2 separate regions of the Mus musculus genome follow, and region 1 is linked to region 2. Evidence: chromatin contacts called from public HiChIP or PLAC-seq data. All regions are on one chromosome and are shown on one strand. The core of a region is the stretch at or near the end of the contact, and the rest is flanking DNA. Distances in the headings are between cores, read along the strand shown.

Evidence for each region. HiChIP or PLAC-seq counts read pairs in DNA pulled down with a chosen protein or histone mark.
Region 1: an H3K27ac HiChIP or PLAC-seq map of embryonic fibroblasts shows a contact between it and region 2, with 28 read pairs. The contact joins the promoter of Cubn here to the enhancer-like site in region 2. A contact is called at or near these places in 3 of 39 promoter capture datasets (the 3T3-L1 cell line, the C10 cell line and macrophages), 1 of 15 datasets of contacts at CTCF or cohesin (the NIH/3T3 cell line), 11 of 484 Hi-C or Micro-C datasets (the AtT-20 cell line, CD4 T cells, the HPC-5 cell line and 7 more), 7 of 115 datasets of contacts at active chromatin or transcription factors (CD8 T cells, Th17 cells, a colorectal cancer cell line and 4 more) and 3 of 9 other capture datasets (adipose tissue, embryonic stem cells and liver).

Annotation. Positions count from the first base shown.
Region 1 is chr2:13,489,942-13,494,759 of GRCm38.p6, forward strand. It overlaps Cubn (cubilin (intrinsic factor-cobalamin receptor)), which reads right to left and starts at 1,935. Exons shown (of 67, transcript NM_001081084.2): 1 at 1,760-1,935; 2 at 1,240-1,369; 3 at 1-52. The coding sequence starts at 1,872.
Region 2 is chr2:13,412,113-13,416,745 of GRCm38.p6, forward strand. All of the region lies in intron 27 of Cubn (cubilin (intrinsic factor-cobalamin receptor)), which reads right to left. Among named protein-coding and RNA genes, the nearest start is that of Cubn, 77 kb to the right of the region's middle. Within about 2 kb of position 1,644, at least 226 of the 459 cell types and tissues checked have an H3K27ac peak or open chromatin away from gene starts, as enhancers often do. A contact at or near this core is called in the AtT-20 cell line, CD8 T cells, the NIH/3T3 cell line and 7 more, where this site is marked.

The DNA.
Region 1 (4,818 bases), core at 685-3,184, 78 kb after region 2:
GACCAGTTGTATTCCTTTTTAAATCTATAATATCATCTTTGTTTCTCTGGATCTAATATTTTAAAAAGAAAAAGAAAAGAATAACAATATGGAAAAATATTTCCATCTTACAGGAGCAAGCACTAAAGCTTCATTATTATAAATTCAAAACATGTGGCAAAGCTCAGTTGACTCTTCTAGAGCTACAATGACTTTTGTATATGTATTTTCCCATAATGTAATAACGTTTTAGAGTGCATATTAAGAAGTGTGGTAGTCTTGGGCTATAGCTCAATGAGAGAGAGCTTGACTACGATATAATTTAAAACTTTCTCCATTCAACCCCTAGTAACACAAAAATGTATGCTTTTGAATGAGACCTTTTGAATTTTAAATCTTGCCCCAATTACTTATTGTCTATTTTTGGACATTAAATATTTGCCCACTTTGTAACTCATAAGTGGAATAATAATCAACACTTTCATGGGGGAGTCCTGAGAGTCAAGCAATATAACACACAAGTGCATGACCCAGCCGCAGCATGTGATGTTATTAATGCTGAGTATGGAAAGCGTTCAATAAAGTATTAGAGTAACTGACTACTCTGCTGTGGCAATAGTGCTGCAGAACACATCTGTGCCTGCTCTGGTCCCCTCCTTATTGCCCCACACAATGCACAGAACACATCTGTGCCTGCTCTGGTTCTCCCTTTTCCCTCCCTGCAGAACACATCTGTGCCTGCTCTGGTCCCCTCCTTATTGCCCCACACACACTGCACAGAACACATCTGTGCCTGCTCTATTTCCCCTTTATTCCTTCTATGCAGAACTCATCTTCCCTCCCTATAGAACGCATCTGTGCCTGCTCTGGTCCCCTCCTTACTTCCTCTCTGGTAGAGGAGCTCTGACTTTCTGGCTCTTCTCTGAATGGTGAAATCTGTCCCTAAGCAATGAGCCTCCTCTTCTGGCATTGACCCCTCTCTCCTCACCATGAAGTCTTTATAAGGCTTCTTTTTCTCATTACAGATGGTTGTGAGCCACCATGTGGCTGCTGGGATTTGAACTCAGGACCTCCGGAAGAGCAGTCAGTGCTCTTAACCACTGAGCCATCTCTCCAGCATAAGGCTTCTTTTTAAGACCTGATCTTATGGTTGTGTTTTCTGTGCTCAGGATTCAAGGTGCTGACTAATATTGAGCTGGTCAATTTAAGCTAGTATATATTGATTAACAAAGCAAGAGCTGTGTTTTCCCAGTGCATTACCTGGTGTAAACATTCGCCAAGGTCATCATCATTTAATTTGATTTTCCCCAGGGAACCAGTTCTAAATTCAATGTTTTGGGCAGAGCTTGTAAGAAACACTAAGTTTCCCTCCTCCGTAGTCATCCGAGGCCTATACAATTTGAGCAGAGAATTCATCAGTAATTAGCACATAGAGTTTTAAATTTTAAACCAAGTTTCTTGCGGAATAATGATAGACTTGCTATACATATCCTCATTTCACACTCAATCCAACCAAACCGTCTCTATTCATCTATCATTATTTCTCTGAGAATTTCTTAATGATATATTTCCCAGGAATCGCAGATGTGACTCACTCACAAGTGAACAAAGACCATTTGTAAATCAGAAAACAGTTCTTTATACCAGCCCAAATCTTCTCCCCAGGGGCTTTTTAACATCGCTACTTTCCTTGAGAAACTTTGACTTCTCGTGTTATTTGTTACGGACAGCAAGGATAGACTCCAGTCCCTTAGCAGAAATAAGCCACGCTTATACTTACTGGTGGAGATCAGCAATTCTTTTCTGTAGCTTCTGCTCTGGTGTTCCAGTTTCACCGTCTAATCCGGGTACCATCAATAAAGTAACAAAACCCCAGAGAAAATGTGAGGCCATGCTCCGCAGCTCCCCCGCTCACCTCGCCGGCAAGAGGGAGACCACTCTGGCCAGCTGAGTCCAGAATTTGAGGGCTGCTTGCAGCCAGTTGCTCTTTGATCAGCAAAATATTCTTTAACTTTCCAGTCTTTCCAAGAAGGCTTAAGTTATTTTGCTCCTTCCTGAAGAATGTCAATGATCTTAGATCTCTAGTACTGTTCAACTTGTGAGGGGTCAAAATCTACCTTAAGTTATGCACAACTTAATCATTATTTGCTTAACCTTTGAAACAGTAACCAGCGGCTCCGGAATCATCCACTGAAGGAATCCTTGCTTAGGAGGCTCTCAGCTTTTGGTAAATAGTGCTGGAGAAATAGAATTTCTGCAAAAGAAGTGATTTCTTTATCTCATACTGTGCATAAAGGTTACTGCTAAGTGTTCTTCGGAGCCCCAAATTTAAGAAGAAATGGGGAAGAAGTCGTGACCGTGGATTTGCACTCATTTCTCGGCCCTGAACCACAAAAGTAGGAACAGTAAAACCAAAAAGAAACCAGGAGAAGGAGTCAGTGTCAAAATTCAAGAGGATTCAAAGGCAACTTCAGGGGATCAGCTTACATCAGTGGGGAGCCACAGGGAAGTGGCCCCGAGTTCCAGTAAATAATCCTCACCATGTTCACCTAGGCAACCCTAATGAAGCCCAGGAGGCCACACCTGCACACAGGCATGAAAAGAGTACGAACTTTTTTGTTTTGTTTTGTTTTGTTTTGTTTTGTTTTGTTTTGTTTTGTTTTGTTTTGTTTTTGAAAGAAGGGGCTCAGTGAGAGCAGGGAGAGGATAGGAGAAGGCAATGGGATGAATATAATCAAAATATATGACATACATATATGAAACTGTCAAAGAAAAAAATAGTTGTATTTTTAAAGTAACTCAAAGAAGCAAAGGAAGTAGTTGGAAAACATATATACCAAATGAGATTAACATCCAGAACTTAAAAAAAAAAAAAAAATCCCACAATTTAACAAGAAAGTATGCAACAAAAAAAAAAAAAAAAAAAAAAGCCAAAGAACAGAGTGGAAATACCCTCAGAAAAGACTTACAGACATTTGTGACCATATGGCTAGCAGCTCTGCTAATCTGGTGACTCTAAATCAAAACCATGAGACATAATTCCATACCCAGTAAATGGCACTGCTACTATAGAAAAGAGCATAGAGATTCCTAGAATTACAGGTTCACACTACCACACCCAATATACAATAGAATGTTTTTCAGCCATAAAAAAAAAAAAAAAAAAACAAATCAGCACACACTACAAAGTAGATACAGGAAAGTGAAAGAAAACCACCATCTACGAGCCTGCTTACATACGGTGCCTGGATGAGTTTGACTCTGATACAGAAACCGAGAATGGTGATTGCTGCAGGCTACAGTGCAGGAGAATGAGGGCTCCCTGTTTAATGCTTGTAGAGATCCACAGAGAAAATACAAAAGGCTCTGATGAGCCGCAGATGCAATGGCAGAAGTACAAGCCTATGGACCACAAAATTAAAAGCTGGCTACATATATTTCCCAATGACCTTTGCACTGAAACTATAGTTAGTCTCGAATTTCTGCCATCTGTAGATGCTGCACACAGTAGAGAGAGGCTACCTGAGCCCTAGAGAAATTCCTAGGGTCTAGAAGCCCAGCAGGTAACTCCCAATATCAGCACCCCAGCTTCTCTCCCAGCAAGCCACCCAAGGCCCATCCCAGAGCCCTGGCTCAACATACGCTTTGAGCAAGTCAACAGCAGCTCAAGGGAACCACAGCTCCCTGGATTGGCTGGAGGATGGCTCCTCTTCCAGAAGTTTCTGGAGAAAAGTCAGCTCTGACTGCATGCTGATCGTTATGTCTGAACTTTCTTCTTTCTGATTTCTCCTTCTCCTTCACTGGGAAGTCCCCTAAAGTGCAAAGATCTAGGATACTCTCTCTCTCTCTCTCTCTCTCTCTCTCTCTCTCTCTCTCTCTCATTTGCATTGTCATTTAAATTTTAAAACCTTAAATTTAAATTAATTTAAATTTCTCAAATATAGCTGCTCAGTTTGATACAGTGGATAAATGTGACCCTGTAGCTGGGAGTGGTGGTGCACACCTTTAATCCCAGCACTTGGGAGGCAGAGGCAGGTGGATTTCTGAGTTCGAGGCCAGCCTGGTCCACAGAGTGAGTTCCAGGACAGCCAGGGCTACACAGAGAAACCCTGTCTCGAAAAAAAAAAAAAAAAAAAAAAAAGAATTTAAAATGTGACCCTGTTTTACTCCTGTCCTATTTGACCACTATAATTGAACTAACACAACCAAAGAAAGTATATTTCAACTTGATTTTCTTTTTTTTTAATGTTTTTATTTTTTTTTAAGTTCAGCAACTAATTTTATTTTATTTTTTTAGCTTTCTTTTTTTATTAGATATTTTCTTCATTTACATTTCAAATGCTATCCCAAAAGTCCCCTATACCCTCCCCCCAGCCTGCTCCCCAACCCACTCCCAGCTCTGGCATTCTGCTGTACTGGGGCGTATAATCTTCCCAAGACCAAGGGCCTCTCCTCCCATTGATAGCCTACTAGGCCATCCTCTGCTACATATGCAACTAGAGACACAAGCTCTGGTTGGGGGGGAGGGGGGTACTGGTTAGTTCATATTGTTGTTGCTCCTATAGGGTTGCAGACCCCTTCAACTTGATTTTCTTTTGAGCTGATGTTGAAATAACAAGTCTTATTGTTTAAGAGGCAGATGTGGTGTAGTACGATGGGGAGATGGCTCAGTGGATAAGAGCATGCACTGTTCTTTCAAAGGACCAGACTTTCCATCCCCAGCACATACATCAGGTAGAACTGTCTGTAACTCCAGCTCCCAGTTCTTACCGCTCTAGCCTATGTGAACACCCAACACATGCACACATTTGCACACACATATACAGTAGTAAATACAAA
Region 2 (4,633 bases), core at 394-2,893:
ATAGAGACCTAGAGTGCTTTTGCCTGCCTCTTCTTCCAGGTTGCCAGAAGAAAGAGTAAGCCTGCTAAGTAAGAACTAAAATTAAAGTGTTTTCACATGTTTTAATGTATAAAAAGGAAGCAGAAGGGAGCTGTGAACAGTGGCCCCCAATATAGATCAAATAGATATGAAAATGCAGTGATTATTCTGCAAGCCAACTTTAAAAGCTAATATATGTATGTTTGTATGTATGCATGTATGTATGTATGCATGTATGTATGCATGCATGTGTGTATGCATGTGGGTATATAATGTCTCTAATGCTGCAATTGGAAATCTTCCCCATTTAAAAAGTTAAACCAGAATTCCTAACTAAGATTTATGATATTTAAAACTTAACCTTGTGACCAGCATTTCCTACCAGTGCAGTGTGCCTGTATGCATGATCCTCCCTGTGCAGTCTGCATGCACCCATGGTCCTCCCTTTGCAGTGTGCCTGTACCCATGGTCCTCCCTGTGCAGTGTGCCTGTACCCATGGTCCTCTCTTTGCAGTGTGCCTGCACCCATGGTCCTCCCTGTGCAGTGTACTCACAAGCATTGATAGTAGATGCCTCTGGACTTTTCTGCTTTGGGCTTAAGTATGGGAGGAAGAGAGGTGGAAAGTTGTGGGAAATAATGTCAAACTTTGTGCATGTAAAGGGATTTTTAAGTGGCTTAACGGTAGTTTGGGAAATTGTGGTAGGTTTTGTTCTTATTCATCTGAATCCTATGCTTCAAGTTCGAGAGGCTATGAGGAGCAGAGACCAGAGCTCTTTTGAACCAAAGGCTGGTTGTTTGAAGGCTGCAGCTCTGCATCATTTTATATAGCAAACTAGTCAGTTGAAAATTCTTCATCGTGAGGATGGTCAGAAAAGGGCAACGATTTTCTTTTCTTCTCCCAAAGACAGGGGTCTTAGGTAGCCAGTCTGATTGTAAATGGATCCTCCTGCCTCAACCTCTAAAGTGCTGTGATGTGTGTGTGTGTGTGTGTGTGTGTGTGTGTGTGTGTGTACCACCACTCTCTGTCTGAAAAGAATTTTGATCGCCTAAAAAATAAAGAATTCATATATTTTTATAATTTAAAAAAAATCGCCGGGAAGTGGTGGCACACACCTTTAATCCCAGCACTTAGGAGGCAGAGACAGGAGGATTTCTGAGTTCAAGGCCAGCATGGTCTACAGAGTGAGTTCCAGAACACAGCCAGGGCTACACAGAGAAACCCTGTCTGGAAAAACAAAACAAAACAAAAAAATCACATTTTACCCAGACAATTTTGGAGTCAACATCTTGTCTAAGATGCATCTTGGACTGCTTAATGACGTAAGAGAGATCAGCTTCATTGCTATACTTTTCAAAATTCTGAATGTGGATTATCCTAGTAGAAAGCTATATTCTCCCAGCTGGTATGGAGACAAAACTAAATGTCTGGCCTATAGAATGCACTTAAACTCACTTGTGAGTGGCAGGTGCTCTACTGTAAGCAGGGCTATTAGCAGACAGCTAACGTTGTGGAAGCCCACTTCCTCTAAAGGACTGTTCCAGGAAACATGACTCATCTGCTCAGGAAATGAGCAAGGAGGCGCGCCCTGATCAAAGAGTCAAACCCACTGTGGCTCACACACACAAAACCTCTTCTGCTTCTCTGCTTTGTTCTAACCAGGAAGGGAGCTTTTAATTACCAGGCTTCAGACAGAGAAGCTCTGTGGCTTTTGGAAGAAGGCTGAGAGGCAGAAGGAAGGAGCTGTGCTGTTCACACATGGGGACACTCTGTGTACAACTCTGTTATCATAAAGGGGAAAATGTTTGTAGACTATGGCTTTTGGGGTGGACACATAAGTATTTATGTGTGAAGGGTGTATTTTTGAGCACGTGGGTCTAAGCACATGTGAATGCTGCTGTGTGCAGGCCAAAGATCAACACTGGATGTCTTCAATTGCTCTCTACTCTGTTTAAGACAAAGTTTCTTCCCAATTTGACTAAGTTGGCTGGCCAGATCCAGGGATCCTCCTGTTTCCACATGCCTATCCCAGTGCTGGGGTTACAGAGATGTGAGGTGTACTATCACACCCAGCTTTTTACACAGGAGTCTGAACGCAGGTGCTCTTGCTTGTGTGACAAATACTTAGTAACTGAAACAACTCCCCAGGTCCCAAATACAGCTTTTGACAGTGCAAAAGGCTAGGGGCTGAACCATAGTCTGGGAGATTCTTTTTTTTTTAATATTTTTTATTACATATTTTCCTCAATTACATTTCCAATGCTATCCCAAAAGTCCCCCATACCCTCCCCCCCCCCACTTCCCTACCCACCCATTCCCATATTTTTGGCCCTGGCGTTCCCCTGTACTGGAGCATATACAGTTTGCGTGTCCAATGGGCCTCTCTTTAGTCTGGGAGATTCTATTCATGCTAGAATAATAATGCACTGTTTATGGGCATGTGTCCTATGCTGGGCATTACTGGGGGTTAAAATGCCTAGCAACTCTGCAATGAAGTCTCTACAAACTGAGGTGAGTGCAAGTGTAGTTAATGCAGAATTGTGAAATGCATCAATGATGCAAAGAAAACTGATTGTTTTCTTCACCCCAATTTTCTTTCTAAAAGCCAAAAAATGTTAAATTGTAGCAAATATACTCATTCTTTGTTAAAGGATTATAGAGAAGCACGGAGCAGTTTTTAAGGCCGTTACTAACAGTTTCCAAACCTTCAATGTGTCAATGGAACCTCTCCATTCTGTTTCCTCAAAGAGCTTCAGTTAAATCAGTAGACTAGAATATGGGTGTTGTCATTTCTCATTTATACTTTGTGCAAGGTGCCAAGATGCATCGAGGAAGCTGGCTGCAGTCATCAGCAAAAAGAAAAGGAAGAATTCTAAACGAGGGGCCACTAATTCCCTCCGCCTGCAGGATGGATGCACTATGAATCCCTATGGCTGGCTCAGGAGCTCTGCTTCGATTAGTACCGCGAACAGCAGTTAGCATTGTTTGCTGTGTGCTAGGCCCTGTTCTCATTCTTTGTGTGTATTAGCTCATTTACTTTGATTGTTCCATTTTACTGAGGGAAATGACACCCAGAGACTGAACAACCCATCCATGGTTATTCAAGCTTAGATTTAAACCCAGGCTTACTGGCTCTAGAATCTTCTTTCTAAACCGTCATGCTCTACTGAGCAGCATAGAAAGGACTGAGCAGGTCTGCAATAGAGCCCGATGCTTAAGGGTCACTTCTAGCCAGGGAATATTTGAGGAACATGAAGCTTTATTCTTACCACCCCACAGCTGTCAGCAGGCTCAACTGATTTGATTAAACCCTCCTTGAACAGATTTGATTCTAATAATGGGCTCCTCAACTGCACAAGTAAGAAATTTCATTTCCAATGATATTTTTCAAGGAGAACTAAAGAAGACTACTATTAGACTGACAACAGAATTTCTGGATCTTGAGAGATTGTTCGGGAACCCTGCATGGAAGCAGTTGTATGGACATGTGACCAGCAGTTATGTGCAAATACAAACATGTTTTTTCATTTCCCTTTTTGGAGAGGTTAGGAAAAAACAAACTTTAACTGGATAGAAACTTCTGTCTTTAAACAGATTCCAAGAGAGAAAGAGAAGACAAAATCCTAAGCAGAGCTGCATCTGTGGACTAAGGGGACGTGGAAGTCAAAGGCCACCCACAGAGAGCTCTGGGGCTGCTGAGGATTCTAGCTCTCTGCTGGGGGAGGAGACAGATGCCACTGGGCTGAGCTGCTGGTTAGCTGGAGGAACACAGATGGCATGTTCAAGAGAGGGATACTGCACTAAGGGTGAAAAACATCTTCCTCAAATGTCCAAGAATGAATGCTAAGTTCTCTCTGCAAGGATGGAAGAAGAGTCAAGAAAGCAATTCTAGAATGTTCTTAAAAGTCCTCAGTTTGAACATTATTTCTCCACAGCAATATGGGGCTTTGCCCCATCTCCTCCGCTTTCCACCTCAAGCCCAATAATGGATCTCCATATTATTTGAGTAGCCACAATCATTTTTAAAATATACAGATCTGAAAACAGCATGGTGGTACTTGCCTGCAGTCATTACACTCACCAGGCTAACACAAAAGAATTAGGAGTTCACGGCCAACCCTGGCTCAACAACTGCCCCCCCCTCAAAAAAAAAAAAAAAAAAACTCAACCAAAACAAACCAAAATAAAACAAAACAAAAAGCACACACATGTTCAATAAGGGAAATATTACACTATGAAAATATCTATTTGATCATGCTATTTCTTTTATCTGGCCCTTGAGAGACTTACAGTTCTGAAAAGGAACACTGAAATTCATGACTTTCTTATTGATACCCTAGAGGCCCCTTGTAATCCATCTTCAGGTGTGCAGAGTCAGCTTTCTCTTGTCAATCCTCAACCTCTCTGATGTCTGGGGATCCTTCTTCCTTGGGTTTGTGTTCTCTGGTCATCAGAAAAGCTTGATTGCTTCCCTGTCTGATGCCTTCAGAGCACCCATCAATAGCCCTCTCAAACAGATAACGCAGCCTACGATAGACTCTTTATTGTGTGATACGTTAGCATCTGTTTCATCTAGTATGACATGAAAAACTAATGATATACAGTTAATTTCTACA